4 separate regions of the Sus scrofa genome follow, and all the other regions are linked to region 3. The links are chromatin contacts, called in public Hi-C, HiChIP or PLAC-seq and promoter capture Hi-C maps. All regions are on one chromosome and are shown on one strand. The core of a region is the stretch at or near the end of the contact, and the rest is flanking DNA. Distances in the headings are between cores, read along the strand shown.

Evidence for each region. Promoter capture Hi-C pulls out the DNA fragments that hold promoters and counts their contacts. Hi-C and Micro-C count contacts between places; a contact is called where the count stands out from the background. HiChIP or PLAC-seq counts read pairs in DNA pulled down with a chosen protein or histone mark.
Region 1: an H3K27ac HiChIP or PLAC-seq map of alveolar macrophages shows a contact between it and region 3. The contact joins the promoter of GNB4 here to the promoter of ZNF639 in region 3. A contact is called at or near these places in 2 of 47 Hi-C or Micro-C datasets (embryonic fibroblasts and heart right ventricle) and 1 of 2 datasets of contacts at active chromatin or transcription factors (alveolar macrophages).
Region 2: a contact with region 3 is called in a promoter capture Hi-C map of fetal liver, with 4 times the contacts expected there. The contact joins the promoter of ZMAT3 here to the promoter of ZNF639 in region 3. A contact is called at or near these places in 1 of 5 promoter capture datasets (fetal liver), 5 of 47 Hi-C or Micro-C datasets (embryonic fibroblasts, heart right ventricle, liver and 1 more) and 2 of 2 datasets of contacts at active chromatin or transcription factors (alveolar macrophages and skeletal muscle).
Region 4: a contact with region 3 is called in a Hi-C map of skeletal muscle, with 7 times the contacts expected there. The contact joins the promoter of ACTL6A here to the promoter of ZNF639 in region 3. A contact is called at or near these places in 2 of 5 promoter capture datasets (fetal liver and liver), 13 of 47 Hi-C or Micro-C datasets (alveolar macrophages, embryonic fibroblasts, fetal liver and 7 more) and 2 of 2 datasets of contacts at active chromatin or transcription factors (alveolar macrophages and skeletal muscle).

The regions. Positions count from the first base shown.
Region 1 is chr13:117,512,127-117,514,963 of Sscrofa11.1, forward strand. It overlaps GNB4 (guanine nucleotide-binding protein subunit beta-4), which reads right to left and starts at 1,261. Exons shown (of 10, transcript XM_021069860.1): 1 at 931-1,261.
Region 2 is chr13:117,146,281-117,148,980 of Sscrofa11.1, forward strand. ZMAT3 (zinc finger matrin-type protein 3) reads right to left here and starts at 1,359. Exons shown (of 7, transcript XM_021069855.1): 1 at 1,100-1,359; 2 at 836-925.
Region 3 is chr13:117,369,282-117,371,981 of Sscrofa11.1, forward strand. ZNF639 (zinc finger protein 639) reads left to right here and starts at 1,261. Exons shown (of 7, transcript NM_001244656.1): 1 at 1,261-1,284; 2 at 1,349-1,431. It overlaps KCNMB3 (calcium-activated potassium channel subunit beta-3), which reads right to left and starts at 1,025. Exons shown (of 4, transcript XM_021069862.1): 1 at 1-1,025.
Region 4 is chr13:117,596,854-117,599,691 of Sscrofa11.1, forward strand. It overlaps ACTL6A (actin-like protein 6A), which reads left to right and starts at 1,562. Exons shown (of 14, transcript XM_003132545.5): 1 at 1,562-1,784. The coding sequence starts at 1,760.

The DNA.
Region 1 (2,837 bases), core at 11-2,510, 140 kb after region 3:
CAACACTAAGATGGACCGATAGTAAAGCGTTCTAATCAACAATTCAATGCCGAATGTCTTAAGAAAACTTTCCAGTAGGGTGCTAATTCACAGACCGAGCTATTCTGCCAGTGGAGGGAGAAAGATGCGTCCACACCCTTTATTAAAAGAGAAAGGGAAGGAGTAGGAAAAAAGGGAAGAGAGAGATGCAAAATAACAAACTGCTTCTATAAACAAATTTAAGCCTGTTTTTAAACTTTTGGGAATTCTATCTTCCTTTACCGACGGAAGAGCAATAAATATCAAAGCACAAGGAAATTATTTGTGTTCTGAAGCAGAAAAAGAACGTGGAGAGAAAAGGAAAACATTTTATCATGTGTTGAACTTAAAAGTATTCAAAATTCTTAACACCCCCCCTTACTGTGCATCATATTTCCAAAATAAATTTAACACGAAACTAATGGACTCATTTTTAGCACTCAGTGGAGAACTTTTATGAGCTCTCCCAGGGCTCTCGACCCAATAACCCTTTTGGGCAGCCCTGAATAATCGCTATCCTCAGGACAAACACCAGCTCGCGTTCCAGTGCCCCGAAGGGACCTCGGGGTGCGGAGAGGCACCTAGGGGTCGAAAGCCCAGGGACCATGGCTCACCCCCTCGCTGCCCAGAGCGAGCGGTCCCAAGGGCCTAGGAAGTGTCCGAAGCTGCGGCCAAACGGCCGGTCCCTGCACTAGAGCGCCACCGAGGCGCGCCCGCCCCGTCCTCCCAGGCAGGGTTCGCCGACCGGAGCTCCCAATCCTCGGGTCAGGAGGAACTCTGCCGGACCCGGGCCGCCTCCAGGGCCGAGTTCCGCCGGGGCAGCCTCGCGGCGCCTCACGCCCCCCTGCAGGAAGCCCGAGATGCCCCCGCGGGGCGCACCGACCAGCCGCAGCTTGCGCGGCAGCCGCCTACCTGGAGGGAGCTCGGGCCGGCTTGGACCCGGCGTCCGAGGGTCGGCTGGGCGCCTCGCAGCTCCTGGCGCACGGACCGGGCGTGCGGAGCGCAGCGCAGCGCACCGCCGAGACCAACGCCGCGGAGATCCGCCGACCACACCCAGGCCCGCGCCGCCCAGCAGCCAACTCTGCGGCGCGCGGGGCCGGGGCGGGGACGTGGCTTGAGGCGCGAGGCGCGAGGCACGAGGCGCGCGGGTCCCGCGGGGACGCGGCGCGGGCGCGCGCAGACCCCTGAGCGTGCGCGGCCTGGGCAGGGGGCGAAGGCAGCTGGCGCTGCGCACAGCTTCTGCTTCCTATTTTCTATCTCGTTTCCTGCTAGAAGGAGAAGAAAAACATTAATTCCCAGGCAGTTTCGTTTTCTTGGTGCAGCGCCTGGACGACGGAGCACACTTCTGAGTAGCGCCCAAGTGGGTTGGCCAGTTTTCCTTCCCGGCACAGTACAGGCCTCAGTTTGCTTGAGGGTAGGGCAGGGGGGCTGACTTAGAAGATCTCAAGGTCCCGCTTAGGTTTAACATTTCTGGAATTTTAAATGTAAGAGAGTAAACTGAAGCCCAGAGTCTTACAAAATTGCACTGCAATCCCAGCTCTAATGTCGCTAGTTTTGTGATCCTGTACCGTCTCAGGGCCTTAGTTTCACCGGCGAAATAGGGATAGTGTATCTGCCTCATAAAGGTGCTAAAATTTTTAATGAGATAACATTTAAACAGAGCCTACCTCTGAATAAATAATCAATGCTTGGAAGTTGTTACTATTGTCACTGATGAAAGGAGGCCTTCCAGATAACCCCATCAAGTCACTTGTCTCTGCATGAGTTAAAACATCACATGCAACCGACTTTTCCCACATTTCTCTGGGTGTTTTATGTTTAAAATGTCATAAAATGAATGCATCTACCAAATTTGCTTCCTCTGAAGTCAGTACCGCCCGGGAGCAATTTTCCTCTCCCCACCCCCATCTTTCTTCTGAGTTAATTCCAGTTTGACAGACTGTTGCTATAGCATTCCTTCTCTGACGTCAAACAATTTAAAGAAACAGCCCTGGGTAACGAAAACTGCAGAGGAGTTCTTTGTCGAGTTTCTGTGCTGGAGAAAGGTTTGAACAATATCTTCAGAGAACTTTAACACCTCCGCAGCCTTCCATTTCTTCTTCAGCAGCTTCCCACTATCACCTGGAATAAATCTTCTAGTACCTTTGTGATGAATGCACCCTGACTGAAGCTGTGGAGAAAATGTGACCCTTTGTATAAAAGCCAGACCATAACAAAAATGGAAACAGCTGTGGTACTAGGATGATAAAATTATAGGGTTCCCCCCCAAATTTTCATTTCTTAATGTGGGGTGTCTGGAAGGTTGATTGGGACCTGAATGGGTCCTTTGCAACTGTAACTGTTTATAGATTTTAATGATTAAATCTTGAGCTTTGTCATTTTTAGGAGGAAGCAAAGGAAAATTGTTATTTATTTAAGAAATTCCTATTATGTACCAGACTCCCTGCTTTCTTCTTTCTTTCTTTCTTTTCCTTTTTTCTTTTTTTCTTTTTTTTTTTTTTTTTTTTTTGACTTTTTGCCTTTTCTAGGGCCACTCCCAGGGCATATGGACGTTCCAAGGCTAGGGGTCTAATCTGAGCTGTTGCTGCCGGCCTACGCCAGAGCACAGCAACTTGGGATCTGAGCCACATCTGCAACCGACACCACAGCTCACAGCAACTCGGGATCCTTAACCCACTGAGCAAGGCCAGGGATCGCATCCACAATCTCATGGTTCCTAGTTAGATTCGTTAACCACTGAGCCACGACGGGAACTCCAGACTCCCTGCTTTCTGATATTGTATTATTCTCATACTGACTTTACAATGTGCATTCTATCC
Region 2 (2,700 bases), core at 109-2,608, 220 kb before region 3:
TTTAAAAAAATTTTTTAACAGTAGCATAAAACTAAAATCTACAAGAAGTAGTAAAACGAAGCCTTCTGTAGTAAAACGAAAGCACGAATGGTGGAACATAAAGAGACTCAAAGCAAATGCGGCTGTGTTCAACTACTGCATTAGATTAAAAGAAACTAACTTGATGAATGATATAAATAAAATATTCCTCAGATCATAAAAGCCGTTCAATTTGACGCTTAAAGTGGCATAAATGAAGGACTTACGATGGTTAATGACCCGGTGTGGAAGGGATTGAAGGAACAATAAAGAAAACCAAAGCTTCACAGAGTACCCTGTTTAAGGAAAACGAAAGATCATAGCATAGTTATAATGATCAGACTGGGGCCTACTCTTCACATACTGTATTAAAGACAACCACTTTCTCATTCGGAAAAATCTTCTGAGGAAAGAGAACACAATAAAGAAACAGGTTACCAGCACCCTCAGCAAACTAGGGAAGTCTGTAACTGGAAATTCTGGAAATGAGGGAAAGACGGTGAGCATTATTCAGAGGTCATCAGAAGGCAGAGAGAAGGAATGAGAAAGAGGAAAATAGAAAAATAATTAGTTGAGGTAAGGTACATCGCATAAAGAAGACCCAAAAGAACGCAAGAATCTGGGGGAGAAAAGGCCTGGGTGAATTGGCGAATGTTTTCCAGTCTCAGCTACGACGGTTCCTAATCCTAGGGAACCTTTCACATATTGGAATCAAAGCTACATGTACTTCAGTATCGCCCACATATACCCTACATTCCTAAAATGTGCATGCATAATACAGAAGCGCGCACACACACATACATTCACACGCACGCACCTCAATCCCATAAGGATGCCATCACGAAAGATGGAATCCCCGGTCTCCCACGGGGCGGGGGCAAGCTCGAGGGCCAAGGCAGCTGCACGCCTAGATGATCCAAACAGTACACGTGAAATGCTTAAAAACAACCAGATAAATAAAAGCAGCGCAAACCTGTCACGTGGAGCACAGGTGGAAAGACCGCACCGGAAAGGAACCGCTAGTCCCTTAGCTTCTGGGCTCGTCCTATATTCCCCGAGGCTCGCGATACCCCGCACTTACCGGAACCCCCGGGACTCGACGGAGTCTAGGCGCCGCGTCTTCCCCGGCCACCCGCCGCCGTCCGTCCTGCGCGCTCGAATCTGCCTGGTTCGTCTCCGCCGGGTTCAACTCTGCCTCCCTCCGCGCAACTTTCTCAGCTGGCCCAGGCAAGCCCCCTCCGCAGCTGAAGGCTGACTGTCAAAAGTCAGTGCTACCGGACCCACAGGGAAACAGCTGCAGGAAGTGACTGCGGAACCGGGAGGCGGCGGAGGAGGAGACTGAAGGCGCCGGCCCGGCGTCGCCAGTGCGCATGTCCTTGGTGGAGCAGGCCAGGCGACGGCCGCAGTAGCGGCGGCGGCAGCGGCTCCAGCATCCCGGGCGGGTGCGGTGCGCGCTGGGCATGTGCGGGGACTGTGAGCGCAGGGGCACTGAGGAACAAAGGCACAAGTCAGAGGGCTGATACACCACCGCGGACCCTAAAAGCTGTTTATCATATAACCTGGAAAGTTGATACAGAGCAGAAACCTGAACAGAGTTTTTGCAACTTTCACCTCCAGTCATTGAGATCCCAACTGTTTTCATTCCAGCCCCGCCTTCAGTCTGCTGATTGCCGGCTCAGGCGACTGAGAGGAGCTGCCAAAATATCCAGGATCCTTTAAACTCCTGCGGCAGAACCTTGAAACTGCACCTTCTTCCAGGATAAAGAATTCCAATCACATAAGAATTCCCCCCACCCTCCGACTCGAGAAACACACACACACACACACACACACACACACCCTCCCCAGCACCCAAAGCTGGCAAGATAGAGATGACTTTCTCTTGCTCGCGCTGCTCCCCGTCCCCTCAGCCTCACCTGCAAGACAGAAAAGACCAGGAAGAGACATTTAAGACTAAAATGTCACATCCTCTCATAGTAAACCTCAACGCTTTCAGGGACGACACTGAGAGATGAGTCGAGAGAATTCCAGCTCTAAAATGGTATTAACTAGTAAATTCTCCAATAAGAATACAATAAGAATATTTTCTGGGAGGGGGGGTAAAATATACATAACATAAATTTATCATTTTCACCATTTTAAATGTTCAGTTCAGTGATATTAAGTACATTCACAAGTTGTGTTTATTTTTTAATAATTAATTAAAATGTCAAGGAGATCTACATACAGCAAGATGTGTCCTAATAGTTGTAGGCAAACTACTGCAGCAAATTGAGGCTTTTTCTTTGGCTGAAGCACGCCATCCAATACTATCACCAACAAACCAAATAGAGTGTTTTCTAGAAATAACTTAATATATACAATGATGCTTTAAAAATCGCAACCACTGCTAATGTACACAGGCTATTTGTGCAGTGTAATTCATCATGCCTAGGTAGAAAACAAGAGTTTTTCTGAACTAAGCTTCTGTTTATGTATACGTACTTTGTGCCAAATTTTTAAATGACCACATTGTTTTTAAATAGTCCAGTTTTTTTTTTTTTTTTCTTCCCCCTTTTCTACGGCCGCTTCCCGTGGCATATGGAGGTTCCCAGGCTAGGGGTCTAATCGGAGCTGTAGCCGCCGGCCTACACCAGTGCCACAGTAACGTGGGATCCCAGCCACATCTTCAACCTACACCAC
Region 3 (2,700 bases), core at 11-2,510:
TTTCTACTAGTTGGTTCTCAGAAGAGTCGGCTTAGCCAACCAAGAGCTGATGTCCAGCTGCCAGCACAAATCAAAAGTCCCATGCAGCCAGAGCACGACGGTAGTTAAACGAAGGCATTGGCGCTGGCAGGCAAAATGATCTCCTTCCCAAGATCCGCGCATGGTTTTCACCACTGCTGGCAAAGCCTTAAAAAATGGCTCCCTAACGCCCCCTTGTGGCTATCACCTCAGCAGATGAAGAGAGCCTGACTACCTCAGAGGAGGGAAGGATACACAAGGTTCTTTACAAATTCCACAAACTTGGCAATTCCGTGCCGGATATAAACTATACTAGGATTAAAAGATGCCTCTAAATCTCTTCGTCTTTGGTTCGGGCCATGCCAGCATTCGTAAATATTCGTTTATTTGGGCTGAGCACACACATGAAAGTTATGAGACAGTAAAAATTAAGTATCCCAAACTGGTCTCTTTCAAGTATGGCTTTATATCCTGGGAGATAGTTGAAGGGATCAGTGAGATCTATGATTATTTCGTTACGGTGGCTGCTTGGTTAATATGTGGTAGTCAGAAAAAGCACAGTGGATGAGCGGATAAAAAGACAGATTGACCTTGGGCACACAATAATGCCTATGGGCTTCATCATTCACTTAATTATCTGAACCGGTACAGAAGCTACAAAAATGAATAAAACCTAGTCTCTTACCCTCACAAACTCACTTTACCAATTGCGAATTGGAGCTAACCTCAACTCCTTGTCAAAAAAAATTAAACATGTGACCACACCCCGTTCACAAGTTTATTTATGCTTAATTTAATCCTCTCTACATCTGCTCCTAGAAACCCAAGGTCGGAAAAGGAGTTTAATCCAGTCCACTATAATTTCACATTCATTCCACCAAGATTTTTTGTCAGGGAATCCCGCTAAAGCCTAACAATGACTCTCTATCTTTTAAGAGTTTCACCCTCTAGTTCCGTGGACAGCTGCCCTTTTCGTCCCCAACAGGCGGCGGCCCCACGCATTGCCTAACCCGAGCAAGACCTTTCTCGCACGTCCCCTGGAGGAGCTGGGTGGGAAAAGGGCGGCTGGCGCGCTTAGCTTCTCCCACTTCTTCCGGAAGGGAGGGAGGGCTGGTGGCAAACTGGCCTAAGTTCCTTCGGCAGGGCGGCGGGGAGCAATTGTAGAGGGTGGAATCACTCGCCTGTTTCGGGAGGGGCGGTCCCTCGCCCAGAAGGGACGTGCAGAGGCGCGGAGGTGCCTGCAGGGGGCGCGGGCCGCCGGGCCACCCCTGGGGCTGGAGGCCGGTGGTCCCTCCCAGGCCGGTTATGTACTGCAGCCACGCCGCCGGATCCCCGGCCCTGACTCTCACCTAGTCACCTCCCCTCCCTCTCTGCGGACCTGGGAGGTGTGCGGCGCAGGCGCGGAGCGAGGCGGTGAGTGCGGCCTCTGAGCTAGGCCCGGGGCCTAGCGGGCTGGGCGTAGGGCGCGCGGGGAGGGAGTGGGGCCAGCCCCGCTGAGCGCCCGGGAGCGCGAGGGCCGGAGCGGCGCTGCCCGCGGGCAGGGCCGCGCGGCCTCTCCGCCCGCCCTCGGGCGCCTGGGCTGCCGCCGCCTCGGAGCTGCGCCTGGGATGGCTAGGCGGGCCTAGGGCACTGGTGAGTGTGAGGGCGGAGCGGGCCGATCGGGTGCAGCTTCCTGCGGGAGAGAGCAGGGAAGACCGGATGGCGTCTTTTAAACTGAAATCCTGCTTTCGTTTTCTGGCGGGATGGCGCTCCCCTCCCCCATTCCGAAGGCAGTTCCACCCCCTGCGAAGACTGCCTCTGCCCCCCGCGGCTTTTTTCTGAACGCTGACTTTGGGGTCGGGGCTTGGGAAGCCCCGCTAGTCGCCGGGCTGCGGTGGGGCGGGTGCGTGGCGCGGAGATGGAGACGGCTGCGTCCCGGTGGTTCTTGCGCGGCCCCTCCGGGCGTCTGGCCCCAAACGCCACGCTGGCCCTCAGGCCTTGCTGGGTGGCATCTTGACCCTCCGGCGGCGCATCCTGTGCACGCACGGAGAACCGCAACCTTCAGGCGAAGGTCCCGGCTCTACGTCTCCAGCCAGTAGTCTAAGCCACTTGTTAGGGTGCCTATAACCCCTTTTGGTTTTGTTTTTCAGTACAACCTAGGGACACGAGTTATTTGAAGCAGGTTATTTCTTAGCAAAGAGAAAAGCAAGAACGGACACTAAGTTGGATATATAGCGGGCACTAGTTCAAGTTTTCCTGTCGCATTTTTTTTATTTTCATTTCTTTTAAAAATCTGGAAAATATATGCTTGTTTCAAAATGAGGGTAGAAAAGAACATGCTTTTAAAACTCTTTAGGGTAAATCTGTAGGGTTTTTTTTTTATTGTAAATGCTTGTCTTATGTTTATACCAAATAGGAAGAGAATATTTACATTGCACGAAAGGCTTCAGAAAGGTTGAACTATTTAAGTGGTGACTGCCTGTTATCTGTAGTGTGTTTTGTATGCAGACGTTCTTATTGTTGAAAAAAAATGACAGATGGAAAGATGCTGACAAGTGTTTTGTAAGTTACTTTTTAAAAAAATGAATGTTTTGGATGGCATGGTCTCCTTTTGTAAATGTAAAATATATATGAATACTGTAACATGAGAAAATGTCTTGACATCTACACAAAGTGTTAACAGTGGTTTTTCTGGATGAATAC
Region 4 (2,838 bases), core at 312-2,811, 230 kb after region 3:
CCCTCATGAATACTAGTCAGGTTCATTTCTGCTGAGCCACGACAAGAATTCCATATATCTTATTTTATAACTCATCGGCTTTATTAAACACAACATAAAAACAGAGTGGAGACAGAATTTTATTTACAGTATGTATGTATGTATCTGCAGTGAGAACTGTAATCATGGGGCCACAGTTAACCCAGAGTACTTTGTGCATGGTACTAGATGTGTTAGATGTGTTACATGCATTGTCACTGGGGTCAGGAAACTCTCCCTATAAGTGATCCAATAGTAAATATAGCCTCCAGCTATGGCCTCTGTACTAAAACTCAACACTGCCCTTCAGACAAAAAAGCAGCCACAAACATATTCCAGTAAAACAGCTTATCATTAGATAAATGTGAATTTTACATAATTTTCACGTCACGAAATATTTTTCTTAAAATTATTAATTTTTTTTTAACTGGAACAGTCATTAATAGCTCAACAGCCACACAAAAACAAAGTAGTCTGGATTTGGCCCTGGGGCCATAGTTTGCTGACTTCTGCATTGTCTCATTGGGTAAACGGGAATTTCTAAATGATCAGGTATACTGCCATTACACTAAGTAAATAGGGAAGGGTTTTCTCCCTAACCTTGTTCCCCACCCTACTATCACTTTCAGCCTTGCTGCTGGCACTGAGACTGATGCGGCTTTATTCAACTGTTCTTAAGATAAGAGGTACCTATATGTCTAGACTCTAGGCAGACCAAGAACCATGAAGACATACAACTGATCTTAAGAATTTTAGCTGGAGCGACATGACCATGCTTTGGGTATTTTCATAAATCAAGCCGCCTGCAAAATGGCTAAAAGGGCAAGGCGACAAGTTATTGTAGTAATCCAGAGGAGCGACAACGGTGATCTGTACCAGTAGAAATAGACAGGTTGGAGATGTATTTAGGATTAGGTGATCGCTTGGAGGAGGATTGACTATATTGCTTTACACCTGGCTCAGAGGATAAAAGAAATTTATGACACTTTGAAAAACAACTTGTAAAGTGCTACCTAAATTTAGCGGGATACTGTATCATTCCCTTCTTTCAACTATTCATAACCATTTAAAAAACTTCACGGTCCTATCGGTTTGTCCGATTTACAGATTCTCCCTACCCCAAACTGGCGCATGGCACGTTAATATTTTCAACATAAATTCGTTGAAAATAGCTTTAAAAAAATTCTTCATTCACCAATATCCAAAGCCGTCGGAACTATCGCATGGAGAGGATTCCAGACCCCCTTCTAGAGGTTTATCTGGATTTGCCGGATTCCCACCGCTCCTCCACGCGCAGCCTCACCCCCTGGTCCGGCCCCATACTCTTGCCGACAGCCTGCCTCCTCCCTCTCCCGCTCCCTCCGCCCCACTCTCGGGCCCTTTCGGGAAGCTCCGCCCCCCCCAGTTCCGCAACTCAACTCCTCTCCTTCCGTCGCTTTCCATTCTCCCCGCCCCCATGGCTGTTTTCAATTGGCTAAACTGGCTGTGCCGCGACGGGGAGCGCGGCAGAGCCTCGTTCTTATTGGTTGAAATATAGCCGGGCCTCTTGTGATTGGCTGCTAAGGGGAGCCAGCAAGTGTGACTGCGCTCCGGGGTGTGTGGACGCCGCTTTGTTGCCTGAGGGGGGTGGCGGTGGAAGTTAAGAGGGTCGGGGGCTAGAGCGTCTCCGGATCTGTAGTCGCGGCGGTTGCGGTCGCTTCGCCTGGTGTCCTTTAGCGTAGGAGTCGCGTCAACAGCAGCCATGAGCGGCGGGGTGTACGGGGGAGGTGAGTGAGTGCGGCTGCTCGAGAGCGCGCCTTTTTAGCGTGTGGGGTTCGTAACCGCCGCCCCCAGCCCTCCCCTCCCCTCCCCTCCCCGGCGGCCCTTCCGGTCTCCCCCTCTCGGGACCCCGGCCTCCCCGCCCCATCCCCGCCCCGCGCTTTGCCCGCCCCCGGAGCCCACCCGGCTCCACGATCGCCCCGGGCGCCCGGAGTCGCCGCCCCCTGGGGCCTCTTCCAGTTTCCGCCCGCCGGGGAACCGGTTTTTGGGGGTGCACGCCGCCCCGGGGCTGGGCGGACAGCTCCCCTCGGGGGCCCGGCCCGGCGAGCCGCGACTGGATTGGCCGGCTCAGGGGCTCTTCTCAGGCAGTCGGCTCTGTTGGGGTGTGCGTGCTTGCGTGTTTAAACTTGGGAGGTCCCGGCAGTTAGCTAGTGTGGACCGCGGGTTTTCGCGGCGTCGGGGAGATGGCAAAGCGAGCCGCGAGGGTTGGAACTGATTGGAGGAGTGGCGGCCACTCCGGACGCAGCCTCCTCTCCGTCCGCGCTCCGCACTCATGCTGCCTCACCTTTCAATAACTCCTGCATATATGTTGACTGTGGATTCTCCAGAGTTATTCGTGGGCGGGTCTGCTCAGGGTTAGTATAGAGATATGGGTAATTTAAGAATGAGTGGGGTGCGCGGTATAGTGAAAGATTTCCGCGGGCTGGGGCTTACATCCACCTGGGTTGTAATATCAGCCTCACTTTTTATTAAACTCTTTGCCTTGGGCAAGTTGTTTAACTTTTCCCAACTTCAGACGATTCGTTTGTGGAATGAAAATTCCTACCCATTGGGATGATTGTGAAGGTTAAGGGGGGGTAATGCTACACTTGCTACTCAAAGTATGAGCCAAAGATCAATAGCATCAGCTTCACTTGTAAGCTCTTTAGAAAATACTGAATTAGAGCCTCCGTTTTTTTGCAAGATACCTAGGTGAAGCACTGAGTTATATGATTTCCTAACCCAAAATGTTGGTCTTGTTGTTGTGTTTAGTAAGGATATTGTTTCTGAAGAGGTTTTATA